Regions from separate parts of the Mus musculus genome. Here region 1 is linked to region 2. The links are chromatin contacts, called in public Micro-C maps. All regions are on one chromosome and are shown on one strand. Each heading gives the region's core, a stretch centred on a gene start, on an enhancer-like site or on the middle of the called end of the contact. The rest is flanking DNA. Distances are from core to core; before and after follow the strand shown.

What was found. A called contact is a pair of places that touch in the nucleus more often than the background predicts.
Region 1: a Micro-C map of the G1E-ER4 cell line shows a contact between it and region 2, with 2.6 times the contacts expected there. The contact joins two enhancer-like sites. A contact is called at or near these places in 3 of 15 datasets of contacts at CTCF or cohesin (the G1E-ER4 cell line, large pre-B cells and pro-B cells), 11 of 484 Hi-C or Micro-C datasets (the AML12 cell line, the G1E-ER4 cell line, the HL-1 cell line and 5 more), 3 of 115 datasets of contacts at active chromatin or transcription factors (bone marrow-derived dendritic cells and embryonic stem cells) and 3 of 9 other capture datasets (adipose tissue, embryonic stem cells and pancreatic islet).

What each region holds. Positions count from the first base shown.
Region 1 is chr17:32,121,505-32,125,028 of GRCm38.p6, reverse strand. Notch3 (notch 3) reads left to right here. Exons shown (of 33, transcript NM_008716.3): 32 at 650-747; 33 at 2,169-3,524. The coding sequence ends at 3,209. The region is part of intron 1 of Gm38585 (a long non-coding RNA gene); the gene reads right to left. Among named protein-coding and RNA genes, the nearest start is that of Gm38585, 10 kb to the right of the region's middle. Within about 2 kb of position 2,273, at least 38 of the 459 cell types and tissues checked have an H3K27ac peak or open chromatin away from gene starts, as enhancers often do. A contact at or near this core is called in the G1E-ER4 cell line, where this site is marked.
Region 2 is chr17:32,073,212-32,076,531 of GRCm38.p6, reverse strand. It overlaps the pseudogene Pdxk-ps. Among named protein-coding and RNA genes, the nearest start is that of Gm30729, 38 kb to the left of the region's middle. Within about 2 kb of position 1,756, at least 23 of the 459 cell types and tissues checked have an H3K27ac peak or open chromatin away from gene starts, as enhancers often do. A contact at or near this core is called in the G1E-ER4 cell line, where this site is marked.

The sequences.
Region 1 (3,524 bases), core at 1,024-3,523, 48 kb before region 2:
CTTGCATTTCCCTCATGGGAAATGAACCTGGCTAACTTTTCACCTGATCATTGGTCGTACGTAGATCTTCCTTGAGGAAATAATTATTTGGAATTTATTTTGGTGGTGCTGGAGATCAAACGCAGGCTCTTCTAGATGCTACTCAGCGTTCCAGGGCTCAGCTGCACACCTAAGCACCGAGATTATCATTTCTCACTGTTATTAGACTTCATATATATGTTAGAATTGTATATGTGAGCCGGCAGTGGTGACGCACGCCTTTAATCCCAGCACTTGGGAGGCAGAGGCAGGTGGATTTCTGAGTTCAAGGCCAGCTTGGTCTACAGAGTGAGTTCCAGGATAGCCAGGACTGCACAGAGAAACCCTGTCTCGAAAAACCAATTAAAAAAAAAAGAATTGTGTGTGTGTGTGTGTGTGTGTGTGTGTGTGTGTGTGTGTGTGTGTACACATACACAGATCCCATTACAGATGGTTGTGAGCCACCATGTGGTTGCTGGGATTTGAACTCAGGACCTCTGGAAGAGCAGTCAGTGCTCTTAACTGCTGAGCCACCTCTCTAGTCCTTGCCAGGCCATTTTCTACACATTTCTGCCTGTTCTGTAATGGAGAACCTGACATGAGCCTGACACTGATGTTTATCTCCTTACAGGGAAATCTGCCTTACACTGGGCTGCAGCTGTGAACAACGTGGAGGCTACCTTGGCTCTGCTGAAAAATGGAGCCAACAAGGACATGCAGGACAGCAAGGTGAGCCACTGGGGGCCTACAGTGCTACAGCCCCTGAATGTGACAAAGCAGAGTCAGGGAGGAATAAGCCTGTTAGGGGCATCCATCTTGCTTGCAGTCAGCTCTCAGGAGTGGGATTCTGGCCTGAAGGCTGTGAGAGCAAACTGTTGAAGTCGCTGTGTGACATCGAACGCAGTTGTCCCCATTGTGACAGGGGAAGCAGCAGCATGAGCTGCTGAGCTTGAACAAGCCTACTTTTCTTCCTTCCTTCTTTCTTTCTTTTTGAGACTAACTTCCTACCTCAGGTTGGCCTTGAACTCACAATTCTCATATTTCTACTAACTAAATGCTGGTATATGCTCTCATGCCTGGCTTTTTCTTTTTTCAATGATATATTTTATTTTTAAATAGTGTGTGCGTGTAAGTATGTGGACATGAGTTGCAGATATCCTTGAAGCAAGAAGAGGGTGTTGAATCCCCCTAGAGCTGAATCTATAGGCAGTTGTGAACTGCCCGTGTGGATACCAGGGATGGCACTGAAGTCACCAGGCTGAGTGACAAGTGTGGTTACCCACTGTGCCGTCTTGCCGTCTTGCCAGTCTTTACATTGTTTCCTTCTCTTTTGGAGATCATGTCTTACTGGTTAATTTAGCAAAAGCTGACCTCAAACTCTTGGTGAGTCTTCTGCCTTAGCCTCTCAAGTGCTGGGGTCATAGGCTCAGGTTCTCTCTCTGTCTGTCTCCATCTCTGTCTTTCCCTCCCTTCCTTCCTTCCTTCCTTCCTTCCTTCCTTCCTTCCTTCCTTCCTTCCTTCTTTCTTTCTTTCTTTCTTTCTTTCTTTCTTTCTTTCTTTCTTTCTTTCTTTCTTTCTTTCTTTCTTTCTAAGACAAGGACTCACTTTGTAGACCAGGCTAGCCTAGAACTCAGAGACCCTTTTGCCTTTGTGTCCTGGATGGTAGGACTGAAGGTGTACAGGACCACCAGAACCCCAACAACTCACTTTTTAATCTTTTGTTTTTTTGGTTTTTCAAGATAGGGTTTCTCTGTATAGTCCTGGCTGTCCTGGACCTCACTTTGTAGACCAGGACAAAGAAACTGGTAGAACTCAGAAATCTGCCTGCCTCTGCCTCCCGAGTGCTGGGATTAAAGGCGTGCTTTTTAATCTTTTATAACTCTTTTTAAAACTTTTATAACATCACCATGCAGTTTATTTTGATGACTGGAAGTTTTGATGCCCCTTTAAATTTTGTGCCTAAGGTAAGTCCTGGCCAGATGTGCCTGCTACAGAGAGAGCTTGTTTCTTCAACAGAGCTGGAATCCAAACTCAGGTCCATCTATTTCCAGGGTATCAACTCTTAGTTCTCAGGCTGCCCTAGAGATTAGAAAGCTAGGTGTTGGCCAGAGTGACTGACCTCCGTGGGTTCTGCCCCTCCCCCGCCTCAGGAAGAGACGCCGCTGTTCTTGGCCGCTCGGGAGGGCAGCTATGAGGCTGCCAAGCTGCTGCTGGATCATCTCGCCAACCGGGAGATCACAGATCACTTGGACAGGCTGCCCCGGGACGTGGCCCAGGAGCGGCTGCACCAGGACATTGTGCGGTTGCTGGACCAGCCCAGTGGACCTCGAAGTCCCTCTGGTCCCCATGGCTTAGGGCCATTGCTCTGCCCACCAGGGGCCTTCCTTCCTGGCCTCAAAGCGGTGCAGTCTGGGACCAAGAAGAGCAGGAGGCCACCTGGCAAGACCGGGCTGGGGCCACAGGGAACTCGTGGTCGGGGCAAGAAGCTGACACTAGCCTGTCCAGGACCTCTGGCAGACAGCTCTGTCACACTGTCACCGGTGGACTCTCTGGACTCACCACGGCCTTTCAGTGGGCCCCCTGCTTCCCCTGGAGGCTTCCCCTTGGAGGGCCCCTATGCCACCACGGCCACCGCGGTGTCCTTGGCACAGCTAGGCGCAAGTAGGGCGGGTCCTCTGGGGCGCCAGCCTCCTGGGGGCTGTGTGCTCAGCTTTGGTCTGCTCAATCCTGTAGCTGTTCCCCTCGACTGGGCCAGGCTGCCTCCACCTGCCCCTCCAGGGCCCTCATTCCTGCTGCCCCTGGCTCCGGGACCCCAGTTGCTCAACCCAGGAGCCCCAGTTTCTCCCCAAGAGCGGCCCCCACCCTACCTGGCTGCTCCAGGACATGGAGAGGAATATCCTGCAGCAGGAACCCGCAGTAGCCCCACCAAGGCCCGCTTCCTGCGGGTTCCCAGCGAGCATCCTTATTTGACCCCGTCTCCTGAGTCCCCAGAGCACTGGGCCAGCCCATCCCCCCCATCCCTCTCAGACTGGTCTGACTCAACACCTAGCCCAGCAACTGCTACCAATGCCACAGCCTCTGGAGCCCTGCCTGCTCAGCCACACCCCATATCTGTTCCCTCCCTCCCTCAGTCCCAGACTCAGCTGGGACCCCAACCAGAAGTTACCCCCAAGAGGCAGGTGATGGCCTAAGTTCTTGGATTTGAGGGGTGCTGAAGTGACACTCCTCTATGACTTCTTTCTTCCTCCTTTTTAATCTTACTCTCATCCCTTTCTCTCTGTCCCAGCCTTCCTGCACCTCTCTGTCTTGTAGTGTGACCAAGTTGGTCACCAGCCCAGACCCCCAGTCTTCCTTTATTTATAATGGGTAGGGGCTGACCTTCCACCACCTTGGCCCCCTAAGGGATCTGGGACCTCCTTTTGATCCCTCTCCCTGCCTCAACTTCCTCCCCCCCCTCTTTCTGCTTCTCATTGTCTCACACTCTGACAAGAGTGAGTTATTATTTT
Region 2 (3,320 bases), core at 507-3,006:
CGCCCTGACACACAGTGAGCTGAGGTGTCCGTCTCCATCCCTCTGAAAAGCTGTAACATCTGCCTTAGAGCCATGACTGAAACTGGACATCATGTTCCTTCCTGAGAGTCGGGTCTCAGCCAGTCTCTAGTGTGAAAATGTGCCATTGTGCTATTTTTTTTTAAATGACAAAGCTGTTGTAGGAATATGTGATTCAGAACCATGGTCCCTTCCCCCAAAGGCTCTGGGCCTCTGACTGCCTCATAGGCGTGTGGAAGGAAGGAAGGTGGAGGAGGCCAGCCTGCTGCCTCTGGACCTTTCTGTTGGTCACTGGCTGTCACTGCCCCCTGTGTATACACAGTCCTGACTCTGCCCATGTTGGTGCTGTCTTTAAAATTGGGTTAGAAAAAAAAGAAAGAAAGGAAGGAAGGAAGGAAGGAAGGAAGGAAGGAAGGAAGGAAGAAAGAAAGAAAGAAAGAAAGAAAGAAAGAAAGAAAGAAAGAAAAAGAAAGCAAGCCAGCCAGCTGGGCATGGTGGTGCACACCTTTAATCCCAGCACTCGGGAGGCAGAGGCAAGCGGATTTCTGAGTTCGAGGCCAGCCTGGTCTACAGAGAAACCTTGTCTCCAAAAACTAAAAACCAAAAAAACAAAAAAAACAAACAAACAAACAAAAAAAAAAAAAAAAAAACTCGGGTTAGGTCTTAACCATTGGCATTGGAAGAATTCCGCCAAATATTTTCGTTGCCTTTCTGGCTTTCCCTTATTCCTGCATTAGAGTTTCTGTGTCTCTGCCACTCTTTGGGTGTCCCAGAATGTCACACGTATGGAGCTGCTGGGCTGCGAGGGAAGGTTTCATATCCCCGTGCTTGGGAAGGCACACAAGCATGTGGTCACTGTGACAGGGACCTTTTAAGGAACCTGAACATTCCAGGAGATCTGCAAGCGGCCTGGGTGTCTGCAGGGTCTCCTGTAACTTTGGAGCAAATTCTAGGAAGCTGACCAACATGGGTTTGAGCTGCTGAGAGCAGGGCAGCTTGGGGATTCAGGGAAGTTTGCCTCACTGGGCTCTTGTGGGCACTCACCCAGCCCTGCAGAACTGTCAGGTGGCAGTGCACCTGCCACATGCTGCTGGGGACAGTGCATCGCTGCACAGGGGTTTGGACAGACAGGGAAGGAGAGACAGAGGTGGCTCCTGCCCCCTGGTGGCGGACTTAAGTGCAGGTTTTCCCCCCTCCCCCTCCATTTCTGGATTCTGTGCCCACCTCATGCTGAGGGGCCAGAGGCCCTGATGTGAAGTCAGCTAGCTCTCTGCCTCCTTGGAAGGTCTCCTCTACAGAGCATATTGGCATTGTGTATGCAGGGGCAGCTCTTAGACCCCTCAGGAGACTGTGACATGTCCCATTGCCTACTGCTCAAGGGTGAGTTTTTTTTTTGTTGTTTTTTTTGTTTTTTTTGTTTTGGCTCTACTTCCCAGAGTTTGGGGATCCCCAGTCATGACTGTGAGTGGGGCTGTCTGTTCACAACATCCCTTGACCTCAGTCAGCACCCACACCCACTTTAATGAACTTCAGTTCTTGAGATTTGCCTTGCTTCTTCACAGAAGCCACAGTCTAAGGAGAAATTGGAGGTTGCCTTGGAAGCCAGGGGATAAGGCCCAGAGCACGTGACTAAGAAGAAATGATTAGTGCTTTGAGCATGGGCAGAGGTGCTGGCCGAGGTCAGGCTTTCCAAAGAACTGTCTGCAGCCCTGCCAGCCAGCAAGCACTGGGTCCGGCCCCCTAGTAGCCAAGTCAGAATTGGCTTTTGCTTTCACTTTCCAGAGCTTAGTAAGGAAGCTGCATTAGCCCAGGGTAGCCCAGTAGGACTTTGATCCTGCCTCAAAGCGTCTCCTTCCACCTCCCGGATGCTAGGAAGGAATTCCCACATATGACTCTTCTTAAGTCATGCCTGCTCCTGTGTGATAATCCTGGGCCTCTGTCTCACTTCTGCAGTATGTCCACGAATGTAAAAATGACAAATGACACGGTCCTTTTCCTTAACGGTGAGAGCCTTTTTTTTTTTTTAAAGCCACTTGCTGTTTCAGTGGGAGCATTCTAGGCTCCTCTGTGCTGAAGTGGGGATTTGAAAGGAGGGGACTGTGCGCCCCACAGGCTGTGCTCCCAGTATGATGTCAGCAGCACCACCTGAGATAAGAGACCAGCACAGGCTGTTAGAGGTCAGGCTGTCTCCTGTCCTTGTTGAGGAAGGTAGGGTCCCTGGAAGGAGCCAGGTTGGCCAGAGCAGTGCTGAGGCCTTTGCTGTGCTCCTGGGCAGCTCCTAGACAGAGTTCCCGGCTCCAGCTACTTCAGTCCTTACACTGTAAAGTGAAGGGAAGAAGAAGTGAATGTATTTTGTCTCCAAGTTCTTCGCTTCCTTGCAGCCCTTTGGGGGACTCATTAACTTGGGGTATCAAGCCATACTTAGGTAGTTCATACATGCCCAGTGACCACAGGCTGGGCCCACCTGCTTGCACTGGGCCCTCCGTGAACCTTTCCGGGGCAGTGTATCCACCTGGACCAGAGAGGGCACTGGGGTTTGAGTGGACAGGCATGGACCCAGGCTTTGGTGGTGTGCCTTCAGGAGGGTGCCGCAGCCCAGTGCCCCCTTTTATTGCTGCCATCTGGGGTGCTTCTCTTCCAGACATCCACGTAGCTAGCTACCTGCAGAAAGCCATGTCTGTCCATGTGACAGATGGATGCTAACCACGGGTCCCACCAGTGGATGCTAAGAATGGATGTCCCTCTAAGGGGCAGTTCTGGGAGGTCAGGTTCAGTGTGAGGTTACACTAGAGCTGCAGTCTCTAGGGAAAGTGGTGAGCCAGGGAAGGCTTGAACCTGGTCCCCAGGTCTGAATGAATGTCACTCCCCCCCACCCCCCAATGATGGAGACACGCCTTGGGGTGGAGGTGTAGCTGGACATGCCTGTGCCTGTCCACACTTTCTGTGACAGCTGCAGATGGCTGGCAGGTGCCAGTCCAGTTGCAGTCTCAGCATCCACCAGCAGGGGGCACGGTGGAGCCTGTGGAGCAGTGTCAGAGGCCCAGGCAGATGCTGGTACCAACTGATTAAACAGCCATCCTGCCATCCTGCTGGGAGATTTGATGTTTTTGGGTTTTTTGTTTGTTTGTTTGTTTGTTTGTTTGTTTGTTTGTTTTTTGGGTTTTTTTTTGTTTTGGTGTGTGTGCGTGTACATCTTTCTGTCAGGCCTCAGACTTGGTGTTGTGCAACACCTGACAGTAAGTGGGAGTCAGTGTGTCCCCAGGTCAGCCTGACCTCCCAGAAAGCCATTGCGTGGTCAGCAT